Linked DNA regions of Mus musculus: region 1 is linked to region 2. Evidence: chromatin contacts called from public HiChIP or PLAC-seq data. All regions are on one chromosome and are shown on one strand. The core of a region is the stretch at or near the end of the contact, and the rest is flanking DNA. Distances in the headings are between cores, read along the strand shown.

Evidence for each region. HiChIP or PLAC-seq counts read pairs in DNA pulled down with a chosen protein or histone mark.
Region 1: a contact with region 2 is called in an HNF4G HiChIP or PLAC-seq map of pancreatic cancer cells. The contact joins the promoter of Wdr54 here to the enhancer-like site in region 2. A contact is called at or near these places in 8 of 39 promoter capture datasets (the 3T3-L1 cell line, 3T3-L1-derived adipocytes, the C10 cell line and 4 more), 1 of 15 datasets of contacts at CTCF or cohesin (pro-B cells), 50 of 484 Hi-C or Micro-C datasets (B cells, the Ba/F3 cell line, the C2C12 cell line and 26 more), 16 of 115 datasets of contacts at active chromatin or transcription factors (the 230-238 cell line, CD8 T cells, the NIH/3T3 cell line and 10 more) and 4 of 9 other capture datasets (adipose tissue, embryonic stem cells, liver and 1 more).

What each region holds. Positions count from the first base shown.
Region 1 is chr6:83,154,862-83,161,852 of GRCm38.p6, forward strand. It overlaps Wdr54 (WD repeat domain 54), which reads right to left and starts at 1,518. Exons shown (of 11, transcript NM_001362119.1): 1 at 1,454-1,518; 2 at 1,314-1,384; 3 at 788-1,010; 4 at 617-679; 5 at 209-275; 6 at 61-114. The coding sequence starts at 1,009. 1700003E16Rik (RIKEN cDNA 1700003E16 gene) reads left to right here and starts at 1,543. Exons shown (of 4, transcript NM_027948.1): 1 at 1,543-1,729; 2 at 6,051-6,272; 3 at 6,355-6,576; 4 at 6,696-6,991. The coding sequence starts at 1,712.
Region 2 is chr6:82,908,102-82,914,891 of GRCm38.p6, forward strand. It overlaps Sema4f (sema domain, immunoglobulin domain (Ig), TM domain, and short cytoplasmic domain), which reads right to left. Exons shown (of 14, transcript NM_011350.4): 13 at 6,266-6,324; 14 at 3,784-6,003. The coding sequence ends at 5,390. Among named protein-coding and RNA genes, the nearest start is that of Sema4f, 28 kb to the right of the region's middle. Within about 2 kb of position 1,275, at least 137 of the 459 cell types and tissues checked have an H3K27ac peak or open chromatin away from gene starts, as enhancers often do. A contact at or near this core is called in 3T3-L1-derived adipocytes, the Ba/F3 cell line, the C2C12 cell line and 13 more, where this site is marked.

The DNA.
Region 1 (6,991 bases), core at 268-2,767, 250 kb after region 2:
TGAGACCCCACAATCATGTACTTCACATACAGGCCCTAGCCCTGTCTCTAGTCTGCTCACCCACACAGATGAAGTGGACGCTGGCAGCAATTCCTCGGGCAAACATAGCCTGTACTGAATACAAAAGCAGCTCTCAGAAACAGCACTTCCCCCAGCCCCAGCGAATTCTCCCAGCCTCCACCCCTGCTCCACATGGTCCTGAAGGTACCTGAAGAAGCATCGCCTGAGTCCAAGGCGTGCCAATAAACCATGACGGAGCCATCAGACTCATACATCTGGAAGATGGGGGCAAGGATGAGAGCAAGATCCAGATGACCCTTGTTGAGTTCTGGGCACTTCACCCAGCCAGGTAAGTCCATTGGAATCCTCAAACTCTGTTCTGGGAGGCAGGCACTATTCTTATCCATAGTTTTCAGAGGAGGACACTGAGGCTACCCGTGCCCAAGGGTCACAGAGTTAATAACAGAAGCAAACTGCTGATGCAGAATTGAAGAGTGAAGAAAATGGAACAAAAGAAGACGAAAAATAGAGGCAGAGTGGGCTGCGCATGTGACATCTAAAAGTGTTATTGGGTGGGGGTGGCGCTGGAGAAAGGGCAGGAGGGTTCTATTCTCACCTGTATCCCTCGATGCGAGGTGAGGACCAGCAGTACTCTGAAGGGGAGGACACACCAGTGAACCTGGAGAGACGCGCATCATAGAAGAGGACATAAGGCGTCAAGAGGATAGGTATTCAAGAACAAGGATCGCACTGATTTAAGCAACACCTCTTTCACTCCTTGCCTTACCTGAGTGATAAGTGGGGGACTCACTCCAGCACCCTCTTTAACGTGGAGCTGGCGCTGGGCCAAGGGCACACCCTCAGGGGCAGCACTGAGAAGCTGGGCGCTCGGTCCATGAACCACCCCAAAATGCGTGAGATCACGGGCTGGCAGCTGCAGTACACTGAGGTTGTTAGACAGGGCGGCGGCAGAGCTACGAAGTGGGATGGAGCGCTCGCGGCGGAACATTCTGAGAGAGAGAGAGAGAGAGAGAGAGAGAGAGAGAGAGAGAGAGAGAGAGAGAGAGAGAGAGAGTCCTAGAGTCACGGCACGACAAATAGGGAGAAGGCCACTGGGGACACTGGGACAGGGGAGAAGGACAATGAGATGCAACCAGGAGACACTGAGAGAGACCCTTGATTGATAGGATCCCCGAGGAAAGTGATGGATAGTAGTCACAAGGAGGAGAGGATCCCACGGAGCTGGAGAGAGCCCCAGGGTTGAGTGTTGCAGCCACCAGGGAATCCCGCAATAAGAATGATGATGTAAATACCTGCTAGTACGGAACGTCTCAGCTAAAATGCAGAATGTGGTCTCCAGCTCTTCTTCCCACAGCTTAGCTACCTGAAGGCCCACGCCAAGGTTAGAGGTCACACCTGCAACCCACCCCCACCACCCTCAAGTGTGCCTTGCCTGACGCCGCGATCCTAAGGTCCCTCCAAATCCGCCGCCACCATAGAGACGACGCACCGACGCACGGCCTCTGGGCGTGGCCTGTGGCTGGAACTTGCGGCGCGCAGCTACGCGGTTACCAAGCAACCGTGGACCACGCCAGGGACCCTCAGCGGGGCCTGGTTGCCGAGGAGACCGTTGGGTCGCGGCCACTGCAGCTACAACGATGGAGGGTCCTGAAGGCAGCTGAAACACCGCCTTGGAGTGACTGTCACGAAAATGAGTCACGAAGGCTCGGTGAGTTTCAGCTAGACTTAGGGAGTGCGCAAGAACTGGGGTTGGCCGGTATCGAGGCAGTGGACTAGCTCTAGGTTCGAGATGGGCATGCCTGTACCTCGGTCCCTGAGGGAAAGGGTCAACGGCTGGACCAGGCCAAGGGCAAGCGAATTCGGAAACAGCTGAACCACTAGTGCAAATAGTAATTCCTTTCTGACCAGGAACCCGTGTTGGTGGGTAAACCAGAGGCACTAGGAAGAGGGTCTGATGGATGAATCACTATCTTGACAATTTCAGGACTACGAAATGGATCAAACAACTGTGAGGGTGACCTTAAAACTTACTTTATTATCATTATTACTTTTTTTTTTTTTAAATCGAGACAGTCTGATTATATAGACCATATTGGCCTCCAACTCAACTCTGCCTCCAGAGTGCTGTGATTAAAGGAATCACATGCGCAACCATGGCTTGCCTTTTATTTTGAGACAAGGTCTCAATGTGTAGCCCTGGCTGGTCTAGAACTCACAATATAGACCGGGTTGCCTTTGAACTCATAGCTTCTTCCCATACCAACACTCTCCCATCTCACTGGTCAAAAACCAATTACCTTTAAGTCAAAAAAAAATTTTATGTATATGGGTGTTTTGTCTGCATGTGTGTTTGTGTACTGTGTTCATGTCTGATGCCTGCAGAGGCCAGGAGAGAGGATCAGATCTCCTGGAACTGGAGTTACAGTTTGGAGCCATCACATGGGTGCTAAGAATCAAACCCAGGCCCTCTGCAAGAGCGGTCAATGTGGGGTCAACTCTCTTACTCCCAAAGTCAAGGCATTTTAAAAAATAAAACAGATTGGTAGGACCTCGAGAAAATGAAAGAGTAAAAAATATCTCTGTTCTCTTGTGTTAAGTGCACGCCACATCTCTGTCCTAGCTGTGGGGGGAGGCCTAAGGGATCGGTTCTTTGGTTTTGCGTTGGCTTTGGGCTTAAGGAAGCAAAGCTTTAGATGGAGAACTAGGCAGCCGCTTGGTTTCTGGGAATTCAAGGCCAGGAACTGAGAATGTAGAGAACAGAAGACACCGGATTGCCTGAGAGAATGAATATTGGAGAATATAAAATAGGAAACAATTAGGTAGATAGATAAAAACTTATATTTGGAGGTAGATTTTGGAAGGAACCATCTTCCTTCATGGTCTCACTTCATGGCCCAGTCTGGCCTTGAACACATGACAGCTGCTTCAGGCTTCTGAGTGCTGGGTTTATTGCTGTGAGCCACCACACCTAGTTCTGGCCCTCTTTACAATTTTTTTTATTATTATTATTACTTATCTACATCTCTTTTGTGAAGTATTATGTCCCTAGGTTACTTTTGGGCTTTTCTTAGTTACTTATCTCTTGCTGTCACAAAACACCATGAGCAAAGAAACTTATAAAAGGAAGTGTTTAATTTGGGGTTCACGGTTCCAAACGGTTAAGCACCCAGGAGCATCACGAAGGGGAGCACAGACAGGCATGGTGCTGGAGGAGTAGCTGAGAGCCCACGAGGCAAAGAGAGCTAACTGCAAATGATGGGCTTTTGAAACCTCATCTCTGGCCCCTACTCCCTCCCTCCCAACAAGGCCACACCTCCAAGTCTTTCCCAAACAGTTCAAATAGGAATTTATGGGGCTGTTCTTATTCAAGCCGTCACAGGAATCTTTAATGATTTGTTACATTTATTTGGGGTGGGGTGGGGTGAAGGCGGGGCGTGTGCCATAGTGCACGAGTGGAGGCTGGAGGGTGACTTGAAGGAGATGGCTCTCTCCTTCTACCTTGTGGTGCTGAGAATCAAACTTTTGTCATTAGGCTGGGCTATGAGTACTTTTACCCAGTGAGTCACCTCACCAACCCTCATTTTCTTTATCTATCTCATGTATATGTGTACACTGTCACTGTCCTCAGACACACCAGAAAAGGCCATCAGATCCCATTACAGATGTTTGTGAGCCACCATGTGGTTGCTGGGGATTGAACTCAGGACCTTTGGAAGAGCAGTTAGTGCTCTTAACCGTTGAGCCATCTCTCCAGCTCCTTCTCTGTCTTTTTAAATGAGTTTTAAAAATATCTTAACATGTTTTTCATTTATATATTTTAGCAAATGTCTTTGTTTGGGAAGCAAGAGTCAGGTTTTGGAGCTAGACAAATCCAGATGTGAATTCTGACTAGACTACTTCCCAGGTGGGATCTTAGGCAAACTCCATGAGATGTGAATAGAAATAGTGGTTAAAGACGGTCTAGTAGTGCAGGCCTGCTCTACTCTACTCGGGAGGTTGAAGTGAAAGTCAGAGAGGATGGATAACATCAAGACAACCATTTTTCCTGCTCAGCAGGCCTGAGTGGCAGTGTGCAACAGGGCCAAGGGAGATTGAATCTCAGTGCTGTGAGGGGAAGAGGGCACTAGCTCCTGTCCCTAACCAAGAAGCTATTTCCAATTGACAACCACTTGGCAAAGGAAAAATCAGTTTCCCCTGTGGACTCTACTGGAAAAACCACACCTAAGGGTAGTCTCCACGCGCCAGGAGTGGACGGCCAGTACAGCACGAACTCAGTGGTGCTTTTGTGGGTTTTTTTTTTTTCTTTTTTGACTTAATATGGTTTCGTTTGAGCATTAAAAAAAAAACCTTTCTCATCTTTTACTTGCATATATGGTTTCTGATTTTGTATTTTAATGTTTTTTTGTTTGTTTGTTTGTTTTGTGTGTGTGTTTCTTGTGCTTTTCACTGTTCTTTTGTTTGTTAAATGGTGGTTTGTTTGCCTTTTTAATTTGCCTGTTTGTTTTCTAAAGAGGAAGAGAGGAAGAAGGCCTGGGGTTGGGTGAGAGGGGCCGTGGAGAGGATCTGAGAGATGGGGGAAGGGAAACCGTGGTCAGAATATATTGTATACATTTTCATTTTTTTTTTTTTTTTAAAGAGGGGGTTGGAGAGATGGCTCAGAGGTTAACAGCACTGGCTGCTCTTCCAGAGCTCCTGAGTTCAATTCTCAGCAACCACATTGTGGTTCATAAACATCTATATGAGATCTGGTGCCCTCTTCTGGCCTGTGTGTATACATGCAGGCAGAACACTGTATACATAATAAGTAAATAAATCAGAGAGAGAGAGAGAGAGAGAGAGAGAGAGAGAGAGAGAGAGAGAGAGAGAGAGAGAGAGAGAATGAATCAGAAGTTAAATTTCAAGATCAGCCAGGTGGTGGTGGCGCACGCCTTTAATCCCAGCACTTGGGAGGCAGAGGCAGGCAGATTTCTGAGTTCGAGGCCAGCCTGGTCTACAAAGTGAGTTCCAAGACAGCCAGGGCTACTCAGAGAAACCCTGTCTTGAAAAAAAAAAAAAATTCAAGATCAGCTTGGACTACAGAGTGAGTTCAAGACCAGCCTTGGCAACTTTGTGAGATCTCAAAATAAAAAGTAAAAGGAGAGCAAGGTGTAGTAGCCCAGGCCTTTAATCCCAGCACTTGGAAGGCAAAAGCAGGCAGATCTCCGAGTTCAAGGGCAGCTTGGTCTATAGAGTGAGTTCCAAGACAGCCAAGACTACACAGAAAGACTCTGTCTCAAATAAACAAAAGTACAAAGGGTGAGTGGTTATGGTACAGGCCTTTAATCTCATCTTTGGGGAAGTGGAGGCAGGTGGAGCTCAAGTTTGAGGCCAGCCTGGTCTACACATCGAGTTTCAAGACAGCCAAGGCTACAGATAGAAACCCTGTCTGGAGGGAGTAAAAAAGAGGTGAAGGGATTTAGCCTAGTGAGTAGGCATTGTCCTCAGTTCACTCTCCAGGTCAAAATATACACACCCACAAAAGGCAACAAATAACAAAAACGGAGAGGTTTTTGTGTGCTGTTCCATTCCTGTAATCCTAGAATCTGAGAGTCAGAGGCAGGAGAATTGCTGCAAGTTTGAGGTACTCTACATAGTAAGTTCTGGGCCAGCCAGAGCAACATAACAAGATTGTTCAAAGCAAAATGAAACAAAAGCAGAGGAGACTAAATCCCGGTGAATTCTTGGAACTCTCAAGAACTTGGACACTGCAGTAAGGCAAAAGAGCAGAGCTGAGATGAACATGATTAGTGAGGGCTACCTTCTGTCAGGTGTCAGTTTCCTTGTCATTAAAGAGGGCTTAGAAGGCTGTTACAAGTATTAAATTGAGTGATATACCTACAGAGTGTTCATCCGGCGCATCACAGACTTGAAGGTTCCTTGTCCTGGTCCCTTTTCTTTCTTAGAAAACACCTGGAGAGTCTTTCTAGCCCTTAGCCCATCCGTCCCACCCCCTTGATTTCCTGTCCTGAGTGCCCATTTCGTTCCCACAGAGGCAGGCGCGAGATCGTGGGGTGACCCGATCCAAGGCAGAAAAAGCCCGGCCACCCACCCAGCCGGTGCCGCAGGTGGACATCGTGCCTGGGAGACTCAATGAGGCAGAATGGATTGCGTTTATGTCCCTGGAGGAGGGCGAGGACGTAGTGGGTGACATCTTGGCTGACCTTATGACTCGAGTTATGGAGTGTGCCTTCAAAGTCTATCTGACCCAGCAGGTGGGCCTAGATCTGGGTCTTCCAGACCTATCTTCTACCCTGCCTCTCCTGGCAAGGCTGAGACCCTCCCTCGCTTCCACAGTGCGTTCCATTCACCATTAGCCAGGCCCGAGAGGCCATGCTGCAGATCACTGAGTGGCGCTTCCTGGCCCGAGATGAGGGAGAATCTGCAGTGGCTGAGGACCCCACGTGGGGAGAGGATGAGGAGCCCCTGGCATGCACTACGGATTCCTGGGCCCAGGGCTCCGTGCCTGTTCTGCACACACCGGCGCCCGTTTGTGTAGAGGAGCAGTTCCACAACGAAGTAAGCCCAAGCCCTGAGCCTCTTCCCGACAGAAGCCTCCTCTGGAGCCGCTCAGGACCACGAAGTGAGGTCCTTTCCCTCCATTTCCAACAACTCATTACCCTTGTGTGTTTCCCCAGGAACCTGGGAACCCGGACCAGTTCCTTTTAGGTTCATCGTGGGACAAAGAGTCCCAAAAGCCGACACAACCTTCAGAACCTTCTGCCGAGCCCAAAGTCACCCCGAGACCCACGGCCACCTTGGAGGCGTTTGAGGAAGCTGAGCCCGGGGATGCCTTGGAAGTACCCCACGGCCAAGAGGGAAGCCATATGTTGGCTGTGCCCTCGAAGGAGTCTTTACGATCTACGGCGGAAGGCGAGCGCGTCTACAGCCCCCAGTCTTCTCTGAAGCAGCCCCAAGTAGTCCGTCTTCAGGC
Region 2 (6,790 bases), core at 25-2,524:
GCTTTCATTCTGACCTGTCCTCTGCACTGAGTGTCTTATCCAGTGCTGATGCTCTGAGCCATTCCCCGTTCAACAGAGCTTGCAGAACCCACATGCTTGGCTAGCGCCCAGCACTCCGGGGTGACTCTCCTCCCTCTACGTTGTCTCTTCCTCACTAACCAGTGTTGCAGACATGTTTTCACGCCAACACTGAGTCATATTCAACTAAAAATATTTTTCATTGACTCGTTGTGTTTTCCTGTTAGCCTTAGAATTAATGTTAGCATGATGAAAATCTTTAGAGACACATCTCCACGCGGGCTTCAGAATTGGAGAGACTTGAAAACAGTCCCACCTCCACTGGGAGATGACTGTGTGATGTTCAGCAGGCTCCTGCTCTGAACCTGTTTTTTGGCTACAAATATGACTATTTATTCTAGACTTTCTGGAGTTGAGATTAGTATGAAAAATGTTTACTATACCATACATAAAATTAGTACATGCATGGACATAATTTTTATTATTAGTTAAAGCAACTATTCCTATATAGGATGTCTATTCTTGGAAAAGAATATTGTTATCTCAGATAAATGAGTTTAATATCTTTGATCTGGAAGGAAGAGCAGGAGAGACTAGTCTGCAAATAACCAAACACGAATTATTAATAGAGAATTATTAATAGAGAATTATTAATAGAGAATTATTAATAGAGAAAATTAAGGTCTAAGCGGGAGTTCAGAACCCAAGCTAGAGGGAGGCTGTGGGAGTTATAAAGGGAAACACCCTGACACTACCTGTCACAGCAGAGCGTCTGTGTGGTGCTTTGAATGTGAACTCCATAGGCTCAGGTGGGAGAAAACTTAGACCCCAGTCACTGGTGCTATTTGGGGAGGTTTAAGACGCGAGGTCTTGTATGTCACTGGGGTCAGCGGTCAAGCTTAGATGGCCTCTCCCCGCGTGCAGTTTACTCTCCCAAGTTTGTGCTTGTGGTTGGGGGTGTGAGTTCCTAGCTTTCTGCTCCAGTCACTGCCTGCTGCCATGTCACCACGCCCGCCAGGCTTCCAGGCCACGGTGGAATTTTATCCCTCTGGAACCGAAAGCCAAAACCAAGGATTTTCCCGTAAGTTGCTTTTGGTTGTTTGATGTTTTACCACAGCAACAGAAAAGCAACTAAGTCAGTCAGCCTGCGAGACAGAGGATTCCCAGCAGCCATGACTCAGCGCTGTGGAACCGGGGCAGCTGGAGCCTTGTGAGTTTCTGCAGGAGTGAGTACACACTAGTTCTTGCCATGACTCAGCGAGCCAGGTCAGCGATGGTCACACAGACTCACTCAGTTAATATTGTTGACGTCTCTGTAGGGCACGTCTTAGGCACTGTGCATCTAGGATTATGCTAAACGGCTATGGTGCGGGACAATATGAAGTACAGACTTAGTAAGAAGGAAAATAACTCTAACAGAATAAACAAGCCAAAAAGAGGAAATGCACATTAATGATAAATGCTATGCTGAGAAGGATGTGTAGGTAGTGTTGTAGGTTAAATATGAAATGGCTCCCACAGGCTCGCACTTGTTTGCCACTTGGTGGTGCTGTTTGCAAAGGTTATAGAACGTTTAGGTTTGGAGCCTTGTTGGAGGAAGTTAATCACTGGGGACCAGGCCTCTGTCTCTCTGTTTCTCTCTCTGCCTGTCTCTGTCTGTCTGTCTCTGCCTGTCTCTGTTTCTCTGTCTCTCTCTGTGTGTATTTGTATCTGTCTGTCTGTCTGTCTGTCTGTCTGTCTGTCTGTCTGTCTGTCTCTCTTTCTCTCCCCTCTCTGTGAGGGTGAAACATGGTTGCTCTGCTTCCTGACTGCCAGGCCATCCTCATTTTCCTGCCGCCATACTTCCTCACCTTAATGGACTGTGTTCCCAGTAAGCTCCCCTCCCCTGCTAAGTTGCTTTTGGTCAGGGTCTTTTATCCCAGCAACAGACAAGCACGCATCTATACTGTGTGATCAGGGTGGTCCTCATTCTGGAAGTGATACTTAAAATAAAGCCTAAATAGCCAGAAGAAGCCAGGCTTTCCACCAATAATGAGCTTAATTGGCATATGGTAGGAAAAGCCTTATCGTGTCCACAATGAGTGCCCACCTTGAGTGAGAGGGAAGAAAAAAATAAAAATAAATAAAAAATAAAAAGTAATATATATGTAAAAAAAAAAAAAACTTAAGTAAGAACAACAGTTCTAAATTAGAAGGAAGGGTTGGAATTTCTCCTGGGTGTCATAAGAAGCCATTAGAAAACTTTAACTTGAAAGGAACATATTTAGCATTAATTTTTGAAAGATCACTGTCTACATCTAAATACCTTTAGTAAACTACAACTGGTGTTTTGTTTGTTTGTTCTGTTTTTGTCTTTTTTATCCAACTTCCTTATGTCCATTCTTCTGATAATGTAATCTTTCCCTCCCTGGACACGTATGTGACTTAGGCTTGGCCAATCACAGTATCCCATTTCCTTGGACACACTCATTGGTGCAATGGAGTCATGTGATATGAGCAGAGCTGTCCTTGTGATTCTTGGTTTACGCTGAAAAAGTAGTTTTGGCTTCTAAGATCTGTGGCTGAAAGGATGTGGAAGCAGCCATATTTCTTTTTCTCTTTAACATTCATTTATTTTGTGTATGTGTGCATGTATGTGCATGCACATGTGTGCCAAAGCACACATGTAGAGGTCAGAGGACAACTTGAGTCAGTTCTCCTGCCACGTGGGTTCTGGAGATCAAAGCCAGCAGCACGTGCCTTTGCTCATGAAGTCATCTCAGCAGCAGCCACCTTTTCTGCTTCTTTGAGTGGGGCCATTTACAGCAAGAAAGAAAGAAATCAGGCAAGACAAGCAAAGATGACAGACAGGCAGACAGACAGACTCCCTCTAACCCTGAATCCTAATTCCAGGGGCTGGGACCTTGACTCCTAAAGTCCTTTGTGCAGTCCTGAGGGTATCTTATTCCTGACTTCTCTACTAAGTGAGCCATGAATTTCTCCATTTACTGAACTGTTAGCCTTCTTAAAGGCATGCCAGTGTATACCTGTAATCCCAAGACTTTGGGGAACTGAGGCAGGAGAATCACAAATTCTGGGCTAGTCTGGGCTACATAGTAAGTTCAAGACCAGTCTGAACTATGTAGTAAGACCCTGTCTTGAAAAAAAAAATCCTTACTTCAGAATCTCCTTCTTAGCTGGAGTGTGTGTATGTGTGCATGTGTTTTCAATCTCTTTTTTCCTGGAGTAAAATCCACGTCCATCTTGGAAGTGGAATAGCACAAAGACTTAGTACATGTGTCCCTTCCATAGAGAAGCAAAGATGACATCAGTGGCTCCTGGTTTAGCAGAAGGAAACTCTGGCTATCAACATCACTCAACATGTATAAGACTAGAGGGCTGGAAAGATGACTCAGCAACTAAGGCACCTGCTACTCTTTCAGAAGGTCTGAGTTCAGTTTCCAAAACACACATCAAGCAACTCACAACTGCCTCTAACTTTAGCTTCGGGGATCCATTGCCCTCTTTTGGCCTCTTGAGGTAGCGGCACTCACGTATACATACGTTAACATACACATATACACATAATTTTTTAAAAAAATAAATCGCAGATTTGAGTAAAGCCTAAATATGGGTGGTTAAGACCCATCCTGAGATGATCGAAGATCAGATGTTGGTGAAGGCTTGTCCACCTTCCACTGCATGGGGTGCACAGTGAGTGCCTGCCATGGTGATCACGTGGTTCGGCTATGATAAAGCAACAGCTACAATAACCACGCCCGCTGCTCTGGGTAATGCTTTATTGTTCATACGTTTCCTCGTTTGATCCTTGCAGCAACCCTGAGGTAGGTATATCCCCACTTTACAGATGAATAACCAATGTCCCTAGGTTAGACTACGTGCCAAAGATCCTACTCAAAGCCACTGGTAACTCCAAACCCAAGGGGACTCTTGAGTAATTCACAGGCTGCTGTCAAGGAAAGTAGAACAGAAACTTCAACTGGAAAGGGCTGCATCCTCACCGGGGTTCGAGGTCCCTCACCAGGGATGGACGAGGCACATTCACAGGCCAAGAGCAGGACGGAGCAGATGCAGCGCACACAGGAATAACGAAGCAAGAAAGGAGGCGATGGTGTCTTCAAGCACGTGCAGAGCCTAGCTTCACTAGCTTCCGAGGAGGACTGGAGAGAGGTGGGATCTCCAGCAGCAGTGTGTCCAGGGACTGGCCTCAGGCAGCAGGCCAGGGAGGAACTGCCTCACAGCAACACCTCCTCCATTTATGTGGCCCAAGTGTGGTGACTATGGACCATGGTCCTTTAACCTCATTAAGGCCTTGAGAATCTGATGAAAGCCATCACACACACACACACACACACACACACACACACACACACACGCACGCACGCACACATGCCACACATGGACAGACATTTCTTTGCATACAATTTCAGGGAGTCCTGCTAGGGGACTCCTGCTTTAGGGCAAGGGTGAAAGTCACTGAGGCAAATCTTCTTGAACCTGCTTGTAATTTCCTACACACTTTTCTGGGTTCCTTTTGTCATCCCTCAATAGCTAGAATGTTGTGAAGTTCATTTTAAATGGAAGCCAAGGAAAGAGGGCTCAGCCTCCACTCCAGCCAGGGAAAAAGCAGCGGTGGCACGGCAGTGGTGGCAGCCAGAGGAGAAAGATGAGGAGAAGGACGGGGCCACGTGTCCTGCTGCCCTTCCCACCAGAAGGTCACTTTGGGAACTTTGCTCAAAGTTGAAGAAGCGCTGTGGGGTGATGGGGTCGTGTGGTTTCCCTCACTGGCTACCGAGGGTAAAGTTGTCCCCCGTTCCAACCTTCCTCTCCGACCCCCCAAAAGCACCTAGGCACCGGCCCTGTCATCCACACACACCTGGACAGGTCTTCGAGGCACACCAGTGTATAGACACACACTCTTCAAGGGACAAAGGGAAACTGAGTTGGGAGAGATCTCAAGGCAGTCCGGGGATCATGCGCTCCCCAGAGTCAGCAAACTGGAAAATCATCATACAGGCACCACACGGATGCAGGGCACACGCGCTCCAACCACCCCGCAGTGCTCCCTCTTTCCGGGGGCCCACCATAAGCAAATCAGAGCCTGTGTCCTTGCTCCACCCCACAAGCTGATGATGGGCCCAAGACAAGAGGCCATAGCAGAGGGCTACAGGGTTGATCTCTCATGAGAATCAGGAATCAGGCAAAGGTCTGGCCCTCAGCTCATCCAGGTCCAGAGGACAGACACTGACGTGTGATCACACAGACTCCAAGAGAATGGAGCAGCCATGATCGTCTCCCAGGTTCAGTGACCCTGGTCTTCGTAGCCGCTAGTTCCAGAGATTGCTCATGGCTGGCAGTCATTTTCCTGGCTTTAGATAGACGTCTCATCGCACGTGGCCAGAGGAGCCCCAGTGAGCCGGATGTGGGCTGGGCTCGGGCAAGAATCCAGCAGGAAGGGTGGAGGGAAGCCACCAAAACCACTGCCCCGCTTACCCAGGGCCAGGGGCAGCCGTTCATCTTCAGGTGAAGGAGAGGGAGGGTCTTGGCTATAGCTTGTGGTCCCAGAAGGTGGAGCCCCCAGATCTAAGCCCACCTTGTCTCTAGCTAGAAGCTCCCTCTGTCGCCGCCGCTGCTGACGGCGACCAATCAGGAGGAGAGTGAGAGATGCTGCTAGAACACCCAGGAAAAAGCCAACCAGCCCAGCCCCCACAACGGTGTGGGCCCGGTTTGCGGGCCCCCTCTGGCTGCCCCACACCAAGCTATAAGCAGCCACCACACGGGCGGCTCCACCCTCCTGACACTCGCAAGCATAAGCCCCCATGGCCCCTGGGGTCACCACCACCTCTAGCCCATCCCTTCGTGGGGTGAGCGAAGTCACTCCACTGGGCTGGTGCCACACACAGGATGCCCAGGCAGAACTGGGGGAGCACGGCAGGACCACGTGGCCCACCGTAGCCACTGGAACTTCAAACACTACCGGATGTTCTGTGGAGAGAAGGCAAAGACACAAAAGACATGAAGCTATAGGCAGGAAGTAGGATGGGGGCATATGGAGAGATGTCATATATAAGATATGTAGGGACATTGCCAAAAGGGATTCCCAAAAATGGAAAGGCCCTGGGTCCTGGGTCCTGGGTCCTGGACTGCCATGTCTTCATGGGATCAAGTCTTTTGAATGAGACAAAAAAGATCAACTCTCTAGCCCCTTTCTATACATTCCACCCGCATTTCTCTGAGCCATACAAACCTCCAGGTTCTTTTGGACACAAAGAAGAGACATCTGCTGACTCTATGTCTTGAACCATCCTACAGAGAAGAGAATATCTGGTAAACCTAGTGTTCCAATGTGCTTGCACCTTCCTCAGACCCTCACAGTACCATGGTACTCAGCCCCACGGTACTCCCACTACCACAGTACTTGGTTACCACAGTACTCAGTTATCACAGTACTTGGTTGCCACAGTATTCAGTTAACAAAGTACTCAGTTAACACAGTACTAAGTTATCACAGTACTCAGTTATCATAGTACTTGGTTACCACAGTACTCAGTTATCACAGTACTTGGTTGCCACAGTATTCAGTTAACAAAGTACTCAGTTAACACAGTACTAAGTTATCACAGTACTCAGTTATCATAGTATTTGGTTATTACAGTACTTGGTTACCACAGTACTCAGTTATCATAGTACTTGGTTGTCACAGTATTCAGTTAACAAAGTACTCAGTTAACACAGTACTCAGTTATCATAGTATTTGGTTATCACAGTACTT